Linked DNA regions of Sus scrofa: all the other regions are linked to region 3. The links are chromatin contacts, called in public HiChIP or PLAC-seq and promoter capture Hi-C maps. All regions are on one chromosome and are shown on one strand. Each heading gives the region's core, a stretch centred on a gene start, on an enhancer-like site or on the middle of the called end of the contact. The rest is flanking DNA. Distances are from core to core; before and after follow the strand shown. Region 1 holds the start of NT5C3A (cytosolic 5'-nucleotidase 3A). Region 2 holds the start of LOC100738822 (retinitis pigmentosa 9 protein). Region 3 holds the start of AVL9 (late secretory pathway protein AVL9 homolog).

Region 1 (4,716 bases), core at 755-3,254, 300 kb before region 3:
ATCCTGAGCAAAGAGAGAGCCTCCCCAGGTAGCACCACCAGCTCCACAGAGTTGGAGGGATTCCCCTGAGTAGCTCCCCTGCATCCCCTCTCTCTCTCACCCCCGCAGAAAGGCAGGAGAAACTGCGTCAATCCCTTGAAAGAGACCGGGCCAGTGAGAACAAGTCCTGCTACTCATAAAGGGGAAATGATGGAAGAGGCAATGATTGATTGGGATGTAACGGGAAAAGGACAAACACCTCCTTGCTCCATCTTTATTCTGTTGTCATAGCAATTTTTTTTAACGTGAGTTGTATAAAACACATAAAATTTACCAATGTATCTATTTTAAAAGGTAAAGTACAGTAGTGTTAAGGATAGGCATATAAGGGAGTTCCCGCTGTGACTCATCAGGTTAAGAACCTGACTAGTATCCATGAGGATGCGGGTTTGATCCCTGGTGCCACTCAGTGGGTTAAAGGATCCAGGGTTACTGTGATCAGTGGTGTAGGTGGCAGACATGGCTCAAATTCAGCATTGATGTGGCTGTGGCATAGGCTGAAAGCTGCAGCTCTAATTCTACCTTTAGCCTTGGAACTTCCATATGATGCATATGTGGCCCTTAAAATATATATATACATATATATATATATACACATATATATAGACACATAGTTCTGTAACAGACCTCTAGAACTTTTTCATCTTACAAAACTGAAACAACATTCGCTGAAGACTCCCCCATTTCCTCTTCCTCAGAACCCTCCACCACCACTCTTTCTGTTTCTGAGTTCAACTACCTCATATAAATGGAATAATGCAGCATTTGTCTTTTTAATGAATGTCTTATTTATCTTAGCATGATGTCCTCAAGAATCATCTGTATTGTCAAATTCTGCAGAACTCCCCTGTTTTAAAGGCTAAATAGTATTCATTTGATGTAGGTATCACATTTACCACATTTTCTTTGTGCATTTATCTGTCAATGAGCATTTAGGTTGTCTCCATGGCTTGGCTATTACGTATAGCGCTGTAGTGAACATGGGAGAGCTTAAATTTGAGTACCTGCTTTTAACTTCTTCTGAATACTGGATCATATAATTGTTTTTAATTTTTTTGAGGAACCTCCGCGCTTTTTCCACAGTGGCTACACCAATTTACATTTCCACCTACAGTGCACAAGGGTTTCAATTCTCTACATCCTCAGCAGCACTTTTTTTTTTTTTTTTTTTTGCCACATCTGCGCTATGTGGACATTGTTTCACCAGAGGTCAAACCTGCACCAGCAGTGACATAGTCAGATCCTTAACATGCACCACCAGGGAACTTCTCACCAACACTTTTAACTTTACATTTTTTTTTTGACAATGATCATCTTAACTTGTATGAACTGATATCTTGATGTGGTTTTGATTTGCATCTTCCTAATGATTAGTGATCCTAACGGTTAGTGATATTGAGTATCTTTTCATAAGCTTCTTTTTTGGCCGCACCTTCAGCACATGGAGGTTTCTGGGCCAGGGGTTGAATCTGAGCCAGAGCTGCCAGCCTACACCACAGCCACAGCAACATAAGATCTGAGCTACACCTGTGACCTACATCGCATCTTGCCGCTAGGCCAGATCCTTCACCCGCTCAGTGAGGCCAGGGATCTACCTGTATCCTCATGGATACCAGTTGGGTTCTTAACCCGCTGAGCCACAAGGGGAACTACATCTATTGTCTATTTTTTAATGGAGATGTTTTTTGTTGTTGTGTTCTTCACGTACAGGAGTCTTTAATATAATTTGGGTGTTAACTCCTTATCAAATACACGGTTTGCAATTTTTTTTTCTCACATTCTATAGGTCGCCTTTCTACTGTTTTATCCTTTACTGCACCCTGCAGTTTGTCGTAGCACTTTAAAGCCAAGCTACTGCGCAAATCAGACTGCTGAGCCGCCATGCCTTCTGGGGGTTGTAGTCCTGAGGTCTCAGGAGGGCGGAGGATTTTTTTACCGGTGTACCTTGTTTGCAATCAGATTTCTATCGGGCAGGGCTGGAATGAACCACTGCCTGGCCCTCATTAGCAGAGAGAGAATTAATACAATTCCCCTTTTCTGTCCTTGCACAATTCTTCAACCGCTTGTCTCTGAGAAGACAAGCTTCCCTCCTCGGCCTCCCACGCAGACCAGGCTCCCTAGCCCCCTTGGGTTCCCCGGCTCAGGCGTCTGTGGGCGGGGCTTTCCATTGGGGCGGGGATTTCCTGGGGGGCGGGGCCAGGCCGGGGGTCCAGGCTTCTCCGCCAGCCTGCGGCTCTGAGGCCTGCAGCCGTCCAGCGACCTCTTCTCTTGCAGCGGGAGGCACAGGAGGACCCGTCCATGGACCGAGCGGCCGTGGCGAGGGTGGGCGCGGTAGCGAGCGCCAGCGTGTGCGCCCTGGTGGCAGGGGTGGTGCTGGCCCAGTACATATTCACCTTGAGGAGGAAGACGGGCCGGAAGACCAAGATCATCGAGATGGTGAGTATCGAGGCTCCTCGCCGGAGCGCTTGGGGGGCCGCGGTGGTCTGTTCCGGCCTCGCCTTCCCGCGGCGGCCGCTGCTGGAATTTGAGGGGCCTTCAGGGGACCCTTTCGCCCCGCGTGCGGCGACCCTGCGGTGACCTGGTCTGGACCCTCAGCGGCGGCACGAGGCTTCCCGTGGGCTTTGTTTCGTCTCCATTTGAAACAAAAAGGCAGCTAATGTGTGAAACGGGCTACCTCCCGAGGCGCCCCTCGTGTTTTTCTAGAAATAAGCGGAACTTTCTGGGCAGGTTTCTCCCTCCTTCCTCCGTCCTGCGCAGACCGTTGCTGCAGCCCAGTTACGACTGAGTTGTTTTTGCACCGTGGCGAGGATGAGTTCCATTATGAAAGGATGTAACTCCTCAGTGGGTGATTAGAGGAATGCTGGTTGGAGTTCAGAATAGTTTTCTATTTGAATGTTATTCCTTCGTGTCCCAAACTGCCGGAAAGTATTTGTGTTCATTTTTTTACCACCACCCCCAAACCTTTTACATAACGTTTTTGAAATTTATTTCTAGTATTAGAGTGTTTGGGAGTTCCCTTGTGGTTCAGCGATTTAAGGGCCTGACATTGTCAGTGCAGCGGACCGGTGGCTGCTAAGGCTGGGGTTCCCTGGCCGGGGAACTTACACATGCCTAAAAAAAAAGTGTTTGAAGAACCCCGTTTGAGGTACTGTATTATAATGCTCCAACAGTGGGGATGTTTTTATTTCTGCAGGGTTTTTTGTTTGTCTTTTTCGGGCTGCACCGGAGGCATGTGGAAATTGTCAGGCTGGGGGTCAAATCGGAGGAACTGTGGCAGTGGGCCTACTTACTCCTCAACCATAGCAACCGCACCTGCCACCTTAGCCCTCTGAGCAGTGGTGTCAGGGTCCTAACCCACATCCTCACAGATACTCGTCGGGTTCTTAACCCACTGAGCCACAACAGGAACTCCCATTTTTGTGTTTTAATTAGGTCCCATCAAGACAATTTCCTCAGTGAGTTGCATTCTGATATATTTACTGGAGTGAATAGTCCCATGTTTACGCCTGATAATGTAGTGCATGCGGGGACTTCTGGGGTTAACAATTTTTGACAGATTTAAATAATATCACTTCAGGTTTGTATACTTAAAATACTTAGCTTCAGTCATATGTCCTCATTGATCAAAGAAACTATTTGTTGTTTGCTATTGGCCTTAGGTTGAAAACAGGAATATTTTCCCATAAATAAAAGTAAAAAAAAGTTAACTCTTGCATGTCTCATATGCCAATAATATTCCTAAGTTTTGTTTATTGCTGGAATTAAATTAGTCTTGAGTTAGTATTACACAGTCTTTGCTCCATCTTTATGCTCATAGCGGCAAACATCAAAAATTTCATTTTGGCGTTCCCATCATGGCTCAGCAGTTAACAAACCCGACAAGGATCCATGAGGTTGCAGGTTTGATCCTGGCTGCCTCGTGGGTTAAGGATCTGGTGTTGCTGTGAGCTGTGGTGTAGGTCGCAGACATGGCTTGGATCCCTTGCAGCTACAGCTCTGATTACACCCCTAGCCTGGAAACCTCCATATGCCGTGGGTGTGGCCCTAAAATAGCAAAAAAAAAAAAAAAAAAAATTTCATTTTGTTTATTTTGCTCCAAAATTTCATTTTGTTTTATGTTGCCATCCTGCATAGAAAACTTGAGTGGCTTCCTTTTGCTCCAGACCAAAAAATGTGTAATACGTATGTGGGAAAAGAAACCTAACTGCTATACCTTCCTGTATGTACTTAGACTGTGAATTGGTCTATCATGGCTCCTCTAAACCAAGTAGAGATAAAAATAAGTTCCTTTACACAATCCACAGTGAAGCCATCGTAAGAACATTTTGCCATCTTTGTGAAAAATAATGAAGGCCCATTATTTGTCATTCAGAAGTCAATCTTTATATATACATAATATGTTACATTAATTCAGGCATGGAAGCAAATAGTATTGTGGTTACAGCATGATATTTAGATGTGTATTTGGAAGAAATCGACAGGGAATGTGGACAGAGAGGCCAAATTGTAAATGAATCTTGTAAAGCCATTTTAAGAATTTGCCCATTATTTTGTAGGCAATGGGGGGCCATGAAAGATTTTTAAACAGGATAGTTGTGTGTTTAAAACTGTATTTTATAAAGATCACTTAGACAAGATAGGGTGAAAGAGAAGAGTCTGGAAAGAAGGAAATAATTT
Region 2 (4,286 bases), core at 41-2,540, 340 kb before region 3:
GCTATAATATGTGCCAGGCACTATGTTAAGCATGTTAGACTGTTTAATAATTAAAATACAGATCTCAATCTTTTCCTTTTTTTTCCGCCTTAACCATGGAACAAAATAAGTTTGGAAAGGATATCTTAATGTATGTATGTGTAGTGCACTTTGATATTTCTACTTTCTATTCTTTTCTGTTTCATTTCATTGTTTAAAATATTGGCGTTCCCATCATGGCGCATCAGAAATGAATCTGTCTAGGAACCATGAGGTTGCGGTTCGATTCCTGGCCTCGCTCAGTGGGTTAAGGATCTAGCGTTGCCATGAGCTATGGTGTAGGTCGCAGATGAGGCTTGGATCTGGCTTTGCTGTGGCTGTAGCATAGGCCGGCAGCTACAGCTCCAATTAGACCCCTAGCCTGGGAACCTCCACGTGCCTCGCGTGCAGCCCAAAAAAAACAAACAAACAAACAAAAAAAAATTGCTGGCAATTCCCTAAGTGGATTTCACAATTCTCTAATGACTCTTGACTCACAGTTTGAAAAACATGAACACAGCACTTCTCAGTCCAAATAAATATTTGTGGAACGAACAATGTCAGTCATATAGAAAGATTTGGCACATCAACAGGTGTAGAACATGCGTGGCATCACATAGTGTAGTGCCATGTAGCATGGAGAGAAGTCTGTTTAAAACTCAAATCTGATAGTAAATTTCACCTGTATCTTCTTCATTACCTTCCTACCACACTTAGCATTGGGATCCAGGTCCTTCACAGGGTTTGATAACCTCATCTGGTTTGCCTCTCCAGCTTCATCTCAAGGCTCTGCTCCTTGCTTTCCAGGTTCCAGCTCCACATTGGCCTTCTCTCTCTCTCCTGTACATAAAGTACTCTTCCATGGGTTGCCCTTCCTCCTGGAATACTTTCCTTTCTTCTTTGCTCCACCAGCTCCTAGTCACCCTTTAAGCCTCTCCTGAAATGCCCCTTCCCCTGTGAAGACTTCCTGGCCAACCACTGGAACAGGTAACCCTGGATGTCTTCATAGAAGTGAGCATAATTGAAATGTTTTTAAAGCATTAACATACAAAAATATTTGAGTATTTGCTTTTTTATTCTTTTTTATTTTTTTAATTTTTATACAGCTTAAAAGGTTACGCTACATTTAGTTATTACAAAATATTGGCTACATTCCCTGTATTGTACAATATGAAATTCTAATATGTGAGTAATTATTGGTTCAACATTTTTCTTTCTTAAGCTTCCTGCCACAGCGTCTTCAGCGCCGAGGCTCTCAGCCGCCGCCAGGAGGCGCGCTCGGACGCCCGCACCCGGGGACCTGACGCCAGCGCCTGGCACTTAGAGCAGACATGCTACTGCGCGGGCCTGTCGGGTGGCGGGGTGCAGGCAGCCTCCGAAGGGACACCTGGCCGCCTGGCCAACAGCGGAGTGGCGGCAAGAGGGGGCGCTGCGGATCCAGGCGTGCACGACGCGGAGGAAGTGCTGGCTTCGCCGCGCGGGGCCGCCTCGGCGACGATGTCGTCCGGGCCGGGGAGCGACAACCCCAGGTCCGGGGGCGCGCGGCGACCGCGGGAGCCCCAGGAGCAGGAGCTGCAGCGACGCCGGGAGCAGAAACGGCGGCGGCACGACGCGCAGCAGCTGCAGCAACTCAAGCACCTGGAGTCCTTGTGAGTCCCTGGGGTCGCGCGGCGCGGAGTTGGCGCTGTAGGCGGGGCGCTCGGAGACCCGGGAATGGGCTCGTTGGGCCCGTCGGCCCCCAGAGAGCCGGGCGCCGGTTGAGACCCCGGGCGGCGTGACCCTCGACTTCCAGCCGACCCTCCACGGGGGAGGGTCTACCCCGAGGCCGGCCTCCGGCGCGCGGGGGCGGAGGTCGCGCCCTTCCCCAACGAGGCGATGGCTTTATTCCTGGAGAGGCGACGTCGATGTGCTCAGAGGCGCTGTTATGCCCTCGGGCGGGACTGGGGACGGGCCGCAGGCAAGTGCGGCTGAGCGCCTTGCTCCTTTCCTGTTTCTCAGTTCCAGGGGCTCTCTATGATCTGGATTAAATCCTCTTTCTTTTCGTCTTCTGCTGTTAGTAAGGGGGAAGAAAGCCCGATCCTGGAACGTTAGTGAAGTGAGGAATAAGCAGTGGGTGAGGGCTTGGTCCCTAAATATTCGGGAGGAGCTGTCAGGTGGAAGAGCATGGATAGGTTCTCTCAGGTCTTAAGGATTTTCGTTGTTGTTGTTGTTGCCGGGATTAAAGGTGGGAGCTACGGAGAGGCCAGTTATGGCTCAACAACAAGAATTAGGACCAGGTCATATATTCTTGATGGTCAGCGTGGCCTGACTTAGGAGGCACGGGCTCCCCCAGCTGCTTGGGCTGGAGGAGAATCCAGATAATCACTGAGAGGAGGGTGGCTTGTAAAGGAGATTTAACATCAGCTGGAAGCTTGGATTAATGACGCTTTCAGTTTCCTGTGATTCTGTCATTCTGTAATTAGCTTTAGAAGTTTTTTTCTAAGTTTGGTGTACACGGAGTTATTTGAACTATTTCTGTTTCAGGCATATCTCATACCTTGGAGACAATCATGTAAGGAAAGGTCCTTAAAGGGCTGCCCTTCTCATTAACCTTTTGGGAGCTTTGACACAAAATGCATTGCTCAGAGCCTGGCCTGCTCCTTTCCTTGTGGCTCTTGAGCTGAATTTCACCTCAATAGGTAGTGGTTGTGGATACAGGCGCTTCATTGCTGGCTTCCACAGTCTTGGCCCCTCCCTTCGAGAGATGCTGGGATCCTCTTTGCTGCCTGTGTAATGCCAGTGTTCAAAAATCTTTCCCTGGGTTAAGATCAGGTCAGTGCTTGGCCCCACCCAGCCCTCAATATCCTTAACTATAGGATGCCTGATGGTAGTTAATACTCTACATTTATTGTGGTCCACAGAGCACTTACAGATATCAGAGAGATTATAACCTCCTTTTGCACATGAAGAAATGCAGGTTCAGTACTTAAGTAATGGAATCAAGGCTGACCTGTAAACTAGCAAAACTAAAGAGAAACTGTGGCGTCTGATACTCAGACCAGTGGGATTTTTCAGAGGTTTTTAAAGTTCTGGGCTGTTGTCATATTTAGTTTGGCTAGTTCAAAGTCTTATTTTCTTTGAAATGAAAATTTATATTTCCAGAACCATATTTTCAGGAAGTTTAAACATCAAATAGTATGAAAAGTCTAATTTCAAAAAACAGTTGTTCCCATCTGTCCTCTTCAGTCACCCCACACACTCCCCACACCTTTCCCTCCCACCAGGGCCTCAATGGGGAAACTTCATTTTTCTCCTGGGATTTAACTCTTTCTAAATTACATGCTAATACTGCTCTTTTTCTGTTGAATAATAGACATTACCCATTAACTTCATGCTCTAGTAGGCAAGGGTTTAGTTCTCTTTCCTTTCCCTGCTTGTCTCCATCTTTGTATCTCCTCTCAGGACTTCTCTGTGGCTTCTAACTTTTTTTCTTTTACTGTCACTCAAAGAGTGTCTGGGAAAGGGAGACAGACATGTTAAATGGGAAGCCCTGTAGTGATTTTTTTTGCAAATTGAATTCAGATCCTTTTGCCACCTGGTCTGTATGCCCTCTTTAGTTCCCCTCCCATTCCTCAGGTCACTTTCTTACACCTGACTTTAGTTTTTCTTACTCTCTTACCATATCTGCCCGGCCCCCAAAGGTATCTGAGTCTTCAACCCATGCACCAGCCCATTTTTCAGCTCTGTTTCTCAAGTGCTCCCGGGCCACAAGGCATAACAGAATGGACATTCTCAGTAAATACAGTTTCGTTTCTGCCTTCCAGCTCCACAGGACCAGGTTTTAAGAACAGTTGGGATGGAATATGCTTACAAGAGGGACTCTTCCAGAAGAAATACTACCCCAGCACTTAGAAACACAAAGAGTATTATTAAGTACTTGGCGACATAAAGATTCCTTACCCCAGAGTTCCTACTGTGGCACAGTAGGTTGAGAATCCAACAGCAGCAGCTCAGGTCACTGTGGAGCCCTGCAGTGGGGTTAAAGGATCCGATTGCCACAGCTGTTGTGTAGGCTGCAGCTGTGGCTTGGATTCAGTCCCTGGCCTAGTAACTTCCATATGCCATGGGTGCAGCTATTAAAAAAAAAATAGATTTCTGAGGGTTCCAGTCGTATCTCAGTGGTAACAAATCTGACTAGTATCCATGAGGACGAGGTTCGATCCCTGGCCTTGCTCAGTGGGTCAAAGATCCAGCATTGCCGTGAGCGGTGGTGTAGGTCAAAGACAAGG
Region 3 (4,574 bases), core at 548-3,047:
GTCTTTTGTCTTTTTGTTGTTGCTATTTCTTGGGCTGCTCCTGCGGCATATGGAGGCTCCCAGACTAGGGGCTGAATCGGAGCTGTAGCCACTGGCCTACGCCAGAGCCACAGCAACGCGGGATCCGAGCCGCGTCTGCAACCTACACCACAGCTCACGGCAACGCCGGATCGTTAACCCACTGAGCAAGGGCAGGGACCGAACCCGCAACCTCATGGTTCCTAGTCGGATTCGTTAACCACTGCGCCACGACAGGAACTCCTGAAGTTTTGAAGTATTAAAAATCTAATGATGATGAACACTGTGTTTACATGCTGTGGTACAATAATCTCAAATACCTATTTTCTTACCTCTAAATATAAGGCCACATTTAAAAAACTTAAATTCTACGGCTGCTGCTTGAACTTTTTTTAAAAACCACACTGTATAATGCCACTTCCTCCTGGGTATCTGTCTATGCCACTTATACCTGAGAGACAAGGAATACGATATATTTTAAAGTTATATTTTAAAATACACACAAACACAACTATCTTTTCACTCCTTTCATGACTCTTCTGTTATCCTCTAAGGAACTTAAATTTTGCCAGTAAAAGTCTTCTCAAATGCTCCTTTTCTGTGAAATGCAAGAAGCAAAATGCTACATTACCTAGTGGTAGCAATTAGTATTTTTAATACTTTAAGCATTTCCATGTACTGTTCACTAGCACATTATGACATCATTGCCTTCCAGTGTTTACTCTGATTAAATAATCCTGTTACTATCTTTGTTCTCTTGCCTTCAATATCTAGATTGCAAATGTCCTATTGTTCCGGTTCACCATTTCACTGAAAAAGCTTAAAAATGACCACGTTTTCACGTTTCTTTACTCAGCAAATACACTTTCACTGCAACTGAGCCGGAGAGTTCAATCTCTCACCCAAAGGCAAGATCTGGACACGATCAAGTAGCAAAATCCAGGCCCAAAGGGAAGGGGGGGCGGAGTCTACACCACCTTAACACGACGGGTTCTAGGGCTTCCACGGATAAACAAAGGAAGTTGATTTTCCCACGGCGACGTGTGTGCTTCAACCAACCTGAGGCACTCGTAGGGAAGCCCAGAGCTCATTACCTTGAAAGCGCAGCCCAAGTGCTCAATTTTTCTCAAGGATTCCACTACAGGTGGAGACCGATGAATGGGGAAGAGTGGGCCGACCTTCGATTCCTTCCTCCCTCCCACTCCACCCAAGAACCTAGAGACCTGCCAACCACAACACGTCGACACACGGCTCCTGAATTTTTCAGGGGCAGGAGGACGAAGGGGGGGTGGGGGTGGGCTTCAAGGTCGGGTGAGGAGTTGAAGAGGAGTCAAGTGCAGGGGCGAAGGGCCGAGGGGAACGCAGGGAGCTCTAAGCAGAGCGGAGGGAAGTGGGCGCAGGCGGCGCGCGAACGTCGGAACGGCCGGGGGCGGGCTCGAGCCCCTTCCTCACCTGGCAGCCCTTCTTGTGGTGAAAGCCGACCACCACGATGTGCAGTACGGGCCCCCGGGGGACGCCATCGCCCCTCCACCCGGCCTTCTCCATGGGCGGCCGCCGCAAGCCCGCAAGGCGACTTCAACCGCCGAGGGCGGCCAGCGGAGCGTCCCTGTGATTCCCCAGGAGGACGGCGAGCGGCAGGGCTCGGGGGTCAGCGCGGGCGCCGCATTAGAGCCGCGCAGGGGCTGAGGGGAGGCCGAGGCTCCTGCAGCTCCGCACCGCCCCCTCGGCCCCCGCCGCGCTTCCTTCATCCGCTTCCGCTGCTTCCGGGCTGTCACCTGATGCGGCGGCCGCCGCCGGCGAGGCGGGACTGAGCCGGGCCGGGAGGGGCCTGAGGGGGCCGGGGCGGGGCCTGGGGGCGGTGCTGGGGCTCCAGGAGGAGGTGCCGGGCGAGGGGCGGGGCCTGACGGGGCTGCCCCGCACACCTGCCCCGGCCCTTCGTGCGCAGGTGCGACCTCTGCCCGCTTCCTCCTCCTCCTCCTCCTCTGCCCTCGCTTTTTCCTCCTTGAAATCTCCGCCCCTTCCCACTTCTTTGCTCAGTTTGCTTCTCTTTTTTGTTCTTTTCAGGGTATCTCATTCCTTCGCTTGCTTTCCTTCACCTCTCTGGCCTAGAGTCCCTCTACCTTTTAAATTTCGATAACACAGGCATATTTGTGCGGCTCTTTATCTGTGTATTCAAGCTTTAAATTACTTGCTAATCCGGGGTTTCTGTTTTGCTTTGTTCTTGTTTTTTGGTTTTTGTTTTTTCCTTGTTTAAATATTATGTATAGGAGTTTGAAAGCGATTTAAGGCCTGAAGCAAAATATCCTTAAAAATAAGAGAAATTTACAGGGAGAGCTATAAAATGATTATTCTAGTCCTGCTATTTTCAAAAACAATATTTTCAGAGTTCCTGTTGTGGCTCAGTGGTAATGAACCCGACTAGTATCCATGAAGATGCGCGTTCACTTGCTCAGTAGGTTAAGGCTTTGCAGTGAGATGTGGTGTAGTTCGCAGATGCCAGTGGGATCCTGCCTATGCTGGCAGCTGCAGCTTGGATTTGACCCTAGCCTGGGAACTTTCACATGCCGTATGTACTGCAGTCCTACAAAATAAAAAATTAAAAATAAAAAAACAACATTGTTTTCATTTTGTCTTTTTCTGGGTTTAGTACCCTAAACCCAGTTAACCCAAAATATATGGAGTCTTTTGGCACTAGGGTCTTTTATTTCCTTACTGACTGTACTAGTTCAATTTTCACTGGAAATACTAACAGATTGAACAAGGCAGTTTGGGAATTAGGTACCTGCTTCAAATAGAATTCACAATTTATTACAATAACTGGCTGGGATTACAAGTTGCACATCCCTTAGTTTAGACAACCCTAACAACTGATATCTTCCATTTCTGGCCTTGAGACCTGCATTCTACTCTAAGTACAGATGAGAAAGACAGTACAGTCTTCTTATACTTTCTAAGATTCAGGAGAACTGTTTAAATGCTAATAAAAATATCAAAGAAAATTTTCAAGATGTTGTACTATTTCTTTTAGGTATTACAAAATTCATGGCATTGGCTCAACTGTGTGTGAAACTATAATATTCCTTGTATATAGAATATGTTACTGTTTTCTTCCATCTGCCTTGACATTTTCTAAATTAGCCTAGCTAAAATTAAAGTGAAATTGAACATCTTTTTAAGATATAAAGGCAGGGCATCTTAGGACTCTGTAGCTATAGTGAATGCCAATTGTTTAATTCATTGTACAGGAGACCCCAGTCATAGCTTTATAAAAAATCTGTGTCATATTGCATCCTGGTGCCTCCAACTAAGATTAAATCATTTGTTCATAACCATTATGTTGCTTAAATGTTTAAAAATATGTCATTTAAAATAATGCTTTAGGAGTCCTGCTATGGCGCCATCAGTGACATCTCTGCAGTGCTGGGACTCAGGTTAGATCCCCAGCTGAGCATAATGGGTTAAGGATCTGGCATCACCTCAGCTGTGGGTCAGATCTGACCACTGACCTGGGAACTCCATATGCCATGGGGTAGCCAAAAAAAAAAAAAAAATGCCGTAAACAAAGAAGATATGTTACTGGGGAAATTGATAGATAAAGTAATCAGGGGGGTTTCCAGAATTTTTCCCATCTGTAATTACAGACTGGTCCTTTTAACAGTTTAGAATAGTACATTTTATAATTTTTTTTTTAATGGCCACACTTTTGCTATATGGAAGTTCCAAGGCCAGGGATTAAATGAGTCACAGCTGTGGCAGCACTAGCTCTTTTAATCCATTGTGCTGGGCTGGGAATCAAGCCCGTGCCTCCCCAGCAACTGGATTCTTAAACCACTGTGCCACAGTGGGCACTCCTACAATTGTTTTTAATGAGTTGTATTAATATAAAATAAATTTGATAGGGATGGAGTAGGATAGTTACACAGGTAATTGTGAAAGTCCCAATAGGGGACCGTAAATATAGAGGGAAACCTAGGGAACTGTGGGAGGTCACTGTAAGTTAATAATCACTCAAGAAACCCATGAGAATGAAGCAGCCTTGCTTAACTATAAAACCAGAAATGAAAGCATGAGATAGGCCTCAGGTCTATTAAGTGAAAAGATAAAATGAGGCCTGCATTCAAGTTCAGCAAGATAATGATCCTTAGGACCAAGGAGAGGAATTTAAGGGAACGATGGCATTCCAAAGTAGGAGACCCTCATTATACAGAAACCTGAGATGACTGAACATGTTTTAGCATATATTACCATCCTTCTGCTGATCTGAATAATCGCCAGTCCTAGTTTGACCTCATAGGGTCAAATACTCTACTTACTCACTGGGAAGAGGAACTAATGATGTAATCTGAAGTCTACTCAAAGAAAAGAGGAAGGTGGTCTGGGAGTTCCCGTGGTAACTCAGTGGTAACAAACCCAACTAGTATCCAGGAGGATGCAGGTTCAATCCCTGGCCCTGCTCAGTGGGTTAAGGATCCATCGTTGCCGGGAGCTGTGATGTAGGTCCCACGTGTTGCTGTTGCTGTGGCGGACACCAGCAGCTACAGCTCTGGTTCGACCCC

What was found. Promoter capture Hi-C pulls out the DNA fragments that hold promoters and counts their contacts. HiChIP or PLAC-seq counts read pairs in DNA pulled down with a chosen protein or histone mark.
Region 1: an H3K27ac HiChIP or PLAC-seq map of skeletal muscle shows a contact between it and region 3, with 6 times the contacts expected there. The contact joins the promoter of NT5C3A here to the promoter of AVL9 in region 3. A contact is called at or near these places in 8 of 47 Hi-C or Micro-C datasets (adipocytes, blood, fetal liver and 4 more) and 2 of 2 datasets of contacts at active chromatin or transcription factors (alveolar macrophages and skeletal muscle).
Region 2: a promoter capture Hi-C map of liver shows a contact between it and region 3, with 7 times the contacts expected there. The contact joins the promoter of LOC100738822 here to the promoter of AVL9 in region 3. A contact is called at or near these places in 3 of 5 promoter capture datasets (fetal liver, fetal skeletal muscle and liver), 16 of 47 Hi-C or Micro-C datasets (adipocytes, alveolar macrophages, blood and 9 more) and 2 of 2 datasets of contacts at active chromatin or transcription factors (alveolar macrophages and skeletal muscle).

Annotation. Positions count from the first base shown.
Region 1 is chr18:40,438,886-40,443,601 of Sscrofa11.1, forward strand. NT5C3A (cytosolic 5'-nucleotidase 3A) reads left to right here and starts at 2,005. Exons shown (of 9, transcript XM_003360167.2): 1 at 2,005-2,475. The coding sequence starts at 2,338.
Region 2 is chr18:40,396,261-40,400,546 of Sscrofa11.1, forward strand. LOC100738822 (retinitis pigmentosa 9 protein) reads left to right here and starts at 1,291. Exons shown (of 7, transcript XM_003484045.4): 1 at 1,291-1,667. The coding sequence starts at 1,516.
Region 3 is chr18:40,737,318-40,741,891 of Sscrofa11.1, forward strand. It overlaps AVL9 (late secretory pathway protein AVL9 homolog), which reads right to left and starts at 1,798. Exons shown (of 16, transcript XM_021079002.1): 1 at 1,471-1,798. The coding sequence starts at 1,563.